3 separate regions of the Mus musculus genome follow, and all the other regions are linked to region 1. The links are chromatin contacts, called in public HiChIP or PLAC-seq maps. All regions are on one chromosome and are shown on one strand. The core of a region is the stretch at or near the end of the contact, and the rest is flanking DNA. Distances in the headings are between cores, read along the strand shown. Region 1 overlaps Npas3 (neuronal PAS domain protein 3). Region 2 overlaps Akap6 (A kinase (PRKA) anchor protein 6). Region 3 overlaps Akap6 (A kinase (PRKA) anchor protein 6).

The links. HiChIP or PLAC-seq counts read pairs in DNA pulled down with a chosen protein or histone mark.
Region 2: a contact with region 1 is called in an H3K27ac HiChIP or PLAC-seq map of stem cell-derived neural progenitor cells, with 4 times the contacts expected there. The contact joins two enhancer-like sites. A contact is called at or near these places in 1 of 15 datasets of contacts at CTCF or cohesin (the NIH/3T3 cell line), 7 of 484 Hi-C or Micro-C datasets (adipose-derived mesenchymal stem cells, cerebral cortex, cortical neurons and 3 more) and 5 of 115 datasets of contacts at active chromatin or transcription factors (the NIH/3T3 cell line, embryonic basal ganglia, embryonic stem cells and 1 more).
Region 3: an H3K27ac HiChIP or PLAC-seq map of stem cell-derived neural progenitor cells shows a contact between it and region 1, with 4 times the contacts expected there. The contact joins two enhancer-like sites. A contact is called at or near these places in 1 of 484 Hi-C or Micro-C datasets (neural progenitor cells), 3 of 115 datasets of contacts at active chromatin or transcription factors (embryonic basal ganglia and stem cell-derived neural progenitor cells) and 1 of 9 other capture datasets (embryonic stem cells).

Annotation. Positions count from the first base shown.
Region 1 is chr12:54,051,663-54,054,362 of GRCm38.p6, forward strand. All of the region lies in intron 9 of Npas3 (neuronal PAS domain protein 3), which reads left to right. Among named protein-coding and RNA genes, the nearest start is that of Gm35818, 89 kb to the right of the region's middle. Within about 2 kb of position 1,434, at least 11 of the 459 cell types and tissues checked have an H3K27ac peak or open chromatin away from gene starts, as enhancers often do. A contact at or near this core is called in embryonic basal ganglia, neural progenitor cells and stem cell-derived neural progenitor cells, where this site is marked.
Region 2 is chr12:53,145,323-53,148,022 of GRCm38.p6, forward strand. Akap6 (A kinase (PRKA) anchor protein 6) reads left to right here. Exons shown (of 14, transcript NM_198111.2): 14 at 2,489-2,700. Among named protein-coding and RNA genes, the nearest start is that of Npas3, 100 kb to the right of the region's middle. Within about 2 kb of position 1,434, at least 80 of the 459 cell types and tissues checked have an H3K27ac peak or open chromatin away from gene starts, as enhancers often do. A contact at or near this core is called in neural progenitor cells and stem cell-derived neural progenitor cells, where this site is marked.
Region 3 is chr12:53,123,550-53,126,249 of GRCm38.p6, forward strand. The region is part of intron 12 of Akap6 (A kinase (PRKA) anchor protein 6); the gene reads left to right. Among named protein-coding and RNA genes, the nearest start is that of Npas3, 120 kb to the right of the region's middle. Within about 2 kb of position 1,307, at least 44 of the 459 cell types and tissues checked have an H3K27ac peak or open chromatin away from gene starts, as enhancers often do. A contact at or near this core is called in embryonic basal ganglia, neural progenitor cells and stem cell-derived neural progenitor cells, where this site is marked.

The sequences.
Region 1 (2,700 bases), core at 184-2,683:
CATTAACTATTTAGCTTTTCTTCCTAGAGCTATTGGCACAGTTCCTGGATCTGTCTGTGAAAGGTGGGTTTCAGACATCTGATCATACTTCAGATATTCTGATATCTGTCTTGTGCTCTGAGTCACAGATAAGACTTAAAGAAGAGGGGGCTCAGATGTCTTTGAGGACTAGAAATCCTGCCTTTATCATTGGCATCTCTTCTCAGCATAGGTGCCTGTAAATCCATAAATGAACGTGTCCCTAGAATCAGAAAAGTAAAGAGAGATCTTCCGCTGCACCAGGATCTCATGACTCTGAAAGGACACGGAGAACACAAGGCCACCTGCCTCCCACTGGGCCGGTTCAAGGTACCTGGTGTTAGCTAGATAGATCTCCACCTACAGTGTCACATTGTTAGCAAGGCTTGGTGACTTGCATCTGACATCCCTGTGGAGAGGCTGAGGCAGGAGGATTACCAGGAGTGCACGTTTAGTCTCCCTAGTGACCATGGCTTGAAAGTCAAGGGAGTTTCAAGTCTGTTTATTTCCCACTGTGACAAAAGACCTCTGTGACTTCTTTTCATTAAGCCCAGTTTCGTTGGTTCTTCAGGTCAAATTGGCTAAATCACCATTTCAGGGTTTGAATTTTAAACTGCATATGGCAGTGATTATTTGGGGACCTTTCTCTCTGCACTGCCCTCTCGTCTTCCATTGCTCAGGAGACCGTAACCTGGAGATGACCATTCATGTCCCCTAGATCACCTGTTCCAGCTACCTAAGAGCACCTGGGTCACCCTTGAATTATACGATGTTTCAGCACACAGCACTCTGTCTGCCTATAACCTAAAGCATGGACGGCTAAGCCACATGCAGGCATATGCTTGGCATTTGTCTTTATTGCTACTGATGAAGCCTTCGCCTAGAGTCTGAGCTGTTTTCTTGATCCAGCCCCTAGGGTTCTTCCTAGGTCAGATCAACAACTCTCTAAAACCTTACGGAGAGACAAGAGACTTGTCTTTCTTTCACCTGGTGACATCGTGTTCCACCGGCAACACTCAATGACTCTGCAGTGGGATTCAAAGAAAGAAAGCGTGAGCTACAGACAGTGGCTGCTTCCCCTCCAGGATGACAAAACCTCCAAATGCCTTTCCAGAGAAACAAAAGGCCTGCCCTGTTGCCTACAGGACCAAGTGGAAATAAAACGGGTGGCTGACCCACTATACTTAAGGGCGAGTGTTCAAGCAACACACGGTAGCCATACTGCTTGCTTCTTAATACATTTTTTAGCAACGTGACTATACAGCTACCTGGCATAATGCATTCCATGCTGTTTTGCATCAATAACCCCTACACTTCCCTCCTGAAGGCGTCTCATCGCCAAATGCAAGCAGACTGCTTAATGCAGGACTAATTAGTATATCCCCTTCCAGTCTGCAGGCCCTCCATTGTAATTCCTTCCCAGCTCATTTTTTTCTACAACTGAACATCAATCAAAGTAAGTGCCCTGCCTGCCTAGGCAACACAAGATGTCCTCCATGCATTTGTCATCTGCCACACAAACAAAGGGGGAATTTAATTGTTGATTTGGGTATGCAGCCATAGCTCACAGGAAAGGGAGAGGCAAGTGAGGGAAGACAGGAAGGAATAAAGTTTGATGGGTGGGCCAACGACAGATTGCACTAGGGGATCTCCACTGTTCACTCATCTCAGTGCTTCCTCTGGGTTGGGTCTTCAGGGATTTTGCTACAACCTGGCCATTGCCTGGACTTTTTCCCAAAGTGAGTGATTTTTTTTTCTCTTCTCCCTTATGAATATGAAAATTCCCATGGAAGAAAACACAGTGAATAGCTACCACAGCTGCCTTTCTCCCGAAAGCCAAGTGGATCTACATTGTCTGTTCCTTAGCCGCAGACACTGCCACAGGCCGGCAAGAAAGCACCGGGTTTCTAGGCAGGAATGAATTAGGGTTAGTAGTTTGTATCTTTCTTCTTGAGGCAAGTGTTGATTTTGGGCTTTTCAAGTCCATGGCAGGCAAGTACATAGAGCAAAGCCAGCAAGTGGGACTGCTCACCAGTCGAGTGCTTGTCTCGGGTGTCAGCCTGTTCATGAGCAGTGTGGACATGTGCAAAGAGCTTGCACACATGTACTGCTTCAGGCCCATGCCAAATATACTGAATCAGAGCCCAGGGTTTGTAAGTCCACGATCGCTTGCCAACTCCCTTCAGTGTGAAGACTGAGCAATGCTGACCAGGCTGGCATTTAGGAGTCAACACAAACCAACTAATCAGCTCAAGTTCCTTTTCCTCTAGAGTTGGAGTGATTTCGTTGATGATAGTGGCACGTAAGCACACTGATTGAAGGTATCTCAATCAATGTTCAAATGAAACGAGTGTATAATTATCTGATAAACTTGACTTTTTAAAAATGATATAAACTAGAACCGGAGAGATGGCTCGGTGGAAATAAATAAATAAATAAATAAATAAATAAATTTGCTCCTTTTGCAGAGGACCTGGGATTAGTTCCCAGCACCCAGGGTGGCTAAAACCTATCTGCAACTCCAGTTTCAGGGACCTGTGCAGGCAGCCCGTGTCCATGGTATACTCGCATGCACACACACTATATTAAAAGTAACGATGTCTAGCTTAGGAAGGAAAAGGAAATCTTTGATGTTTCTCCCCAGGGTAATATTTTCCTATGAATACTTTATTACATGTGTGA
Region 2 (2,700 bases), core at 184-2,683, 910 kb before region 1:
TGTCCAAAAGCGGCAGAAGTTCTTCCTTTTAAAAGCCATTTGGGGGCTGTGAGATGGCATGGCCTTTGTACCAGGACATCACAATTCACCCAAGCCAATTTGCTGGCGCTCTTTTCCCAGAAATAGATTATCAGATGAAATGACTACAAGTCCATTCGAACGTGTTTACAATGTGTTTAGAACCAGGCAGATAGTCTGCAACCAGAACAGATTCTTTTCAAAGAGTTCTGAAAATTATTTTATCTACTGTGTTCTAATTAAAAACCTCTGAACTCATCTGAGAAGATTTGCTGTGGCCTAACAGTGGTGCGTTTGCACGTACTTCCAGCACACTGCTCGACTCTTCACTGTATCCATCTGTGTGAAAATGGAGAGGCCAGTTAGAATCACATCAAAGGGGAGGTAACTGGCTAGATCCAGCTCTTCCTGCCTAATTTGGAGAGAGCACGTGGTGTAGGTCTGGAATTCCTCCTAGGGCCTAAGAAATGTAGTTTGCACTAATCTTTTTTGCTGTATTCTGACAGTTATTTCTTCATAACCCTGATCATAAGCCTGTGATCTTTGATGAATGGTTTAACCCTAAATTTCAGGCTGGATAAAGTCTGCAGTGTAAAAAGTTAACTCCTCGCATCCAGCCAGTGTGTAGTTTCGTGTTTTCTCCTTGTTCATCTAATGGTTTAAGGGTGTGTGTGTGTGTGTGTGTGTGTGTGTGTGTGTGATTACTTCTTTTGGTCTTAGTTTCATTGTTTTGCCTACTTCATCAGTCTATATGAGTAATGGTGGCCACAGAGTTTTCGGTTTGAGATGACTACTTGTGTTGATAGCTGTTAACACAATTTAGAGTGCAGCGCAGCTTTTATAAGTTGGGAAAATGGTTGGAGCCGACACTTCTCACCACACACAACCTCTCATTCTCTTACTGGGCTGACACTGGGGTTTCCCAAGGCTGGCTAAGCAGCTCTAGGAAACTCCATTGAGGGTTTGTATATTATTCCTTCTCTCGACACTACACGTGTCTATAACATTTACCTTTAAATCACCTTTGTAACCCAAGCTTCTGCTGGATAATAATTGGGCACTTCTGAATAACTTGCTAGGCTATATAAAGATTTTATTGGATAAAGTCAGTCTCTGTCTGTCTGTCTGTCTGTCTGTCTGTCTGTCTCACTCTCGCTCTGTCTCACTCTCACTCTGTCTCCCCTCCCTCTCTTACACACACACACACACACACACACACAGAGAGAGAGAGAGAGAAAGAGAGAGAGAGAGAGAGAGAGGATTTGGGCTTGAGCCCATTTGGCCTGACTTGTTCCCAAGTGTGCCAAATTGAAAGGATTGATTACCCGGAGGGAATTCATTCAAATGCCAGCTCTTTACTAAGATGGGATTGGCTTCACCGGAGGATTCCCTTGCGCAGCACAGCGGCAGATTCCCGATGAGTCACATCCTCAGCATGTGAGCAATGCTTCCCTGTGCTTTCTTGAATTACTGCATTATTTTACTGTACCAAATTTTGTTCCATCTGCCTCTATCTGTCTCCCCCATCCCTGTTAACTTCCCGTATCTTCTCAACATCCTGTTTGACTGTGGTGGAACTACGGTTGGAAAACTTTTTCTGACTTGTGCATGAAGTTGTAAGTTTATAGAAAGAGACAGGAAGACACGGAAGAATATTTGCTTCTAAGAGGTCGAGGGGGAGGGAATACCCTGATAGAGCACTTCGGAATTTAGATTAAACTCAAGCAGGCAGAGACCTGCTTTATTTGAGAGCTGGTCTGAGAACTGAAAGTACTTTGTATCCTGGAATTTGGTTGTCTCTCAGATTTGATCAGTTTTTGTAGCCATTTAGAAATAAGTAGGACAGAATGAGCTTGGAAGAAATTTGTACCAAATCATCACACATACAGAGAGAATTGAGTCAGTTCAGTTTCCTGGACCTAAAATGAAGCACGGTGATAGTTGAGTGGTGAATTCTAATTATACCCTTTCCTAGGTAAGGACCGAAAGCTTTAGGGGTCATCATAATGTTGTGAGTGTTCCACCGCTCTATAATAGAACGTCCCACGCAGACCAGTGGAGGAAGTGTCAGCCTGGGAGCCAGGTATCTCCTGGCTTGTGTTCGTACATCGTTGCATTCTTTGGTACTGACTACCTGATATTTTCTTATGGGTTTTTTTAAAAGAACTTGATAAAATTGAGACCATCCCCAGAAGAATAGATGAATTGACGACCCAGAGAAAAGATCATGTGCTTGATTTTTCTTTTTTTTTTTTTGAAAACATATGAACATACTAAGGCATCTATATAACTTACTGAACTGAAAATGTGTTTGTGTGTTCTGAGCTAGTGAAAGTCACATTTCATAACTTCTCATCTCAGATCGCTAGCAGATGATTTCCCCTCCCCAGGCAGCTTCCAGAAAGGGCTTCATCCTGCGAGTAACAGCCATTGCTGACACCTTTCCCTGTCACCGTTTTCTTTCCTGTAGATAGCCTGGCTGAAGCTCGGGGCTGGCCTGACCCACCCTGGGCTGGTCTTGGGTTCCATCCTGTTATCATCACTGCCTCCTGCCACGTTGACTTCCTGAAGACGAACCTTCCTTCTGAATGCGGTCTGTCCACGTGGGCCTCCCGATATGGATGTGTGCATTGCTCCTCTTAGGTGATCGTCTTAGTTCCTCAAAGCTGCTTGTTCTCCCGT
Region 3 (2,700 bases), core at 57-2,556, 930 kb before region 1:
CGATCATCTTTATCCGCATCACCTTTGTTGGCTCTTCTTACAGCATTTGCTTTCCCCAAGGCTGGGGATGGGGAAAAGAGTTGCAGCAATACCTATCCTCTTCCCTAGGCCACCCATCTCACTGAGATTTAAAAGAGTCAACCGGATGCAACCTGCTTCATGTGCAGAGATGAGGACCAAAACATATCAGCTAAGGATGCTAGGCAATTCCTCCCACTGCACATGGTGTACTTCTTGAAGCATCTTTACTGGACCTTCACTTCCACCCCCTACCAGGGACTGCAACCCAATTGAAGAACTCAGTTTTAGTCTGAAATAATCAAGGTGGAGAAGGGGCTAGATGGGGATTCAGGTAGCTTTGCATTTTAAAGGATTTTTAAAGGATTCTTGTAAGATCACCAATCCACCACATCTAAACCAAGGACATTAAAACTGTTTTAACTGACAAAGCAAACCGGGAGGATGCGAGGGGTCCGACTCATGCCTCTCTGCTTCCTTCTTTTCTTGCATTAGTTAGAAAGAGCCCACTTCACATAGAGAAAGGAGGCCAATTTTCAAAATGCAGCCACCCCCCCCCCTTTTTTTTCCCTTAACAGCACTCATACAGTAGCAATGGCAAAATAAACAACGATGTGTTGGATTTTGTTTTTCTTTATCTATATGACATTTGTGTCATCACAGGAGCCCTAATCCATATTCAGGTCTTCATGTTTGGTGTGCAGTAATATGTAAATGATCTCGCCAGCTGCATGGAGCAGTGTTTGTTGATTCTATTTCTTTTGGCACTGCACAGAACTGAATTTCTGCCAAAAACGGGGCTGCTTCAGGGAGCGCTGGTGCTCCAGGAGGAAGTTTTGAAAGGAAACGCACATCATAAGTCCTCACTCTGTGAAGCAGAAAAATCAAAACAAACTCGCTGTTTACTAAAATAGCGGTATTATGAATGTAAAATAATGTGTTTGTTAAAATATAATGAGCACACTGCCCATCTCCGGGATGCATGGCGTATGTGGGCTTTGGAAGCGAGGGCACAACGTTGAGAAAGCTGGTGCATTTTGATTCTTGGAAAGAAAATAGGTGAAATGAGATAGACAGAGACACCATGTAGAAGTTTAAGGAGGAAAGAAATATTTTAGCATGCATATTAATCTTTGGAAACACATGGCATATACATGCATTTAAATGTGGACAGCTGTGGCGTTTAAGTGTTAAAAAATTTCATTAATGATGCATAGAGCTATCTACTTCTGTTGGCAGGCCTTTCAGTCTTCAATCTGACACTTCCTTTTTTATCCAGCAAGCTAATTTCCCCTCTTTTGTGAGGAGTAACTGTTTTCACACTACTGCTTACCCAGCAAGCCTCCTTATTGTTTCATGGCTAATTATCTTCTCCAGCTTCACCTTCCCCAGTGAGGAGAGCAGGGCAGTTTCTCCCAGCACTAATGAAAGCTAGGTTTTTATGGGTACACTGTGTAAATAAATGTAAGCTCTGATCAGGCAACATAATAAATGAGCTCCTAAAGTTTATGGAGTCACAGCTCACCTAGTACTTTGCTAAACAACTAAGCAAAATGATTAATCTGGTGAAGGAGGGGACTTTAGGTGTTGAGGAAAAAAGTGACAGCTCTGTCAATTTAATATGGGAGCTCTCTGCAGGAATAACACAAGGAATCTCTATCCATCTGGATGTCCCTGGTGGTCCCCAATAGCACAGCTTACAAGGAAGTCCTTTGGAAACTATGGCTGATCTGGTCAGAGGTGGAGATCATCTGGAATTATATGTATGTTTCTGATTACTTCCAATGTATTAACGAAAAAGCAACCACCAGGATCCGTGTAATATAAAATGCTCTCTAACACACTGAATGCAAGCACAGCAGAGACTCCAGCCACAAAGGCTGCATTGCCAACGGCCTTAAGGGAGTGAAGCCAGCAGGTTTGGTGTAGGTAATTAGCCCTGCTGGCAGCCCAGAGTCTTGCTTATGTGTAGTATGAACTCAGTGTATTCTGTAGGTAGCCCTCCTAAGGAGCCACATTCGAACAACTTAGAGCACTTAGTTATAGTTAGCCCAAAAGGGGGGAAATTAAATACACCCTAACCCCTAAAGAGTGCATTTTATTTTTCTTTTACAAAATAAATTTATATGTAATCTAATTTTCTCTGGGTTTAAATTATTATTTCCTTGACATAGAAATCTCTGCTTTCTGTTACTGTGCTGACATGTAAAATCGGACTGGGAGCCTCCACTTTTGTTGCTACGACAGAACACTGGAATGAATCAATTGCAGGGGAAGGAACTCGTTGGTTCACAGTTTCGTAGGTTTCTGATCAGATACGATTGGCTCCACTGCTTTTGGGCCAGGTAAGATAGAACATCCGGACTGGGAACTCGTGGGAGAGCAAAGCAGCCCAGTTCACGGAAGGCAGGAAGTGGAGAGAAAAAGATACAGCCTTCAGAAACAAGTCCCCCGTGACTTCCTCCCACCAGAGAGGCTCTCCCTCCATTCCCGGTGGGTCAACCCAGTAATGAGGTTCGGATCCTCATGATGACCCATTTACTTTCCTGCCGCCAGCTGAGGAATAAGCTTTCAACCCTCAGACCTTTTTATATCCAAACCACAAGACCCAGGACCACTGCTTTTATTCCAAACAAGATGAGTTTTTAAATATACGGGGATTTCAGAAACTTTAGTGTTCTT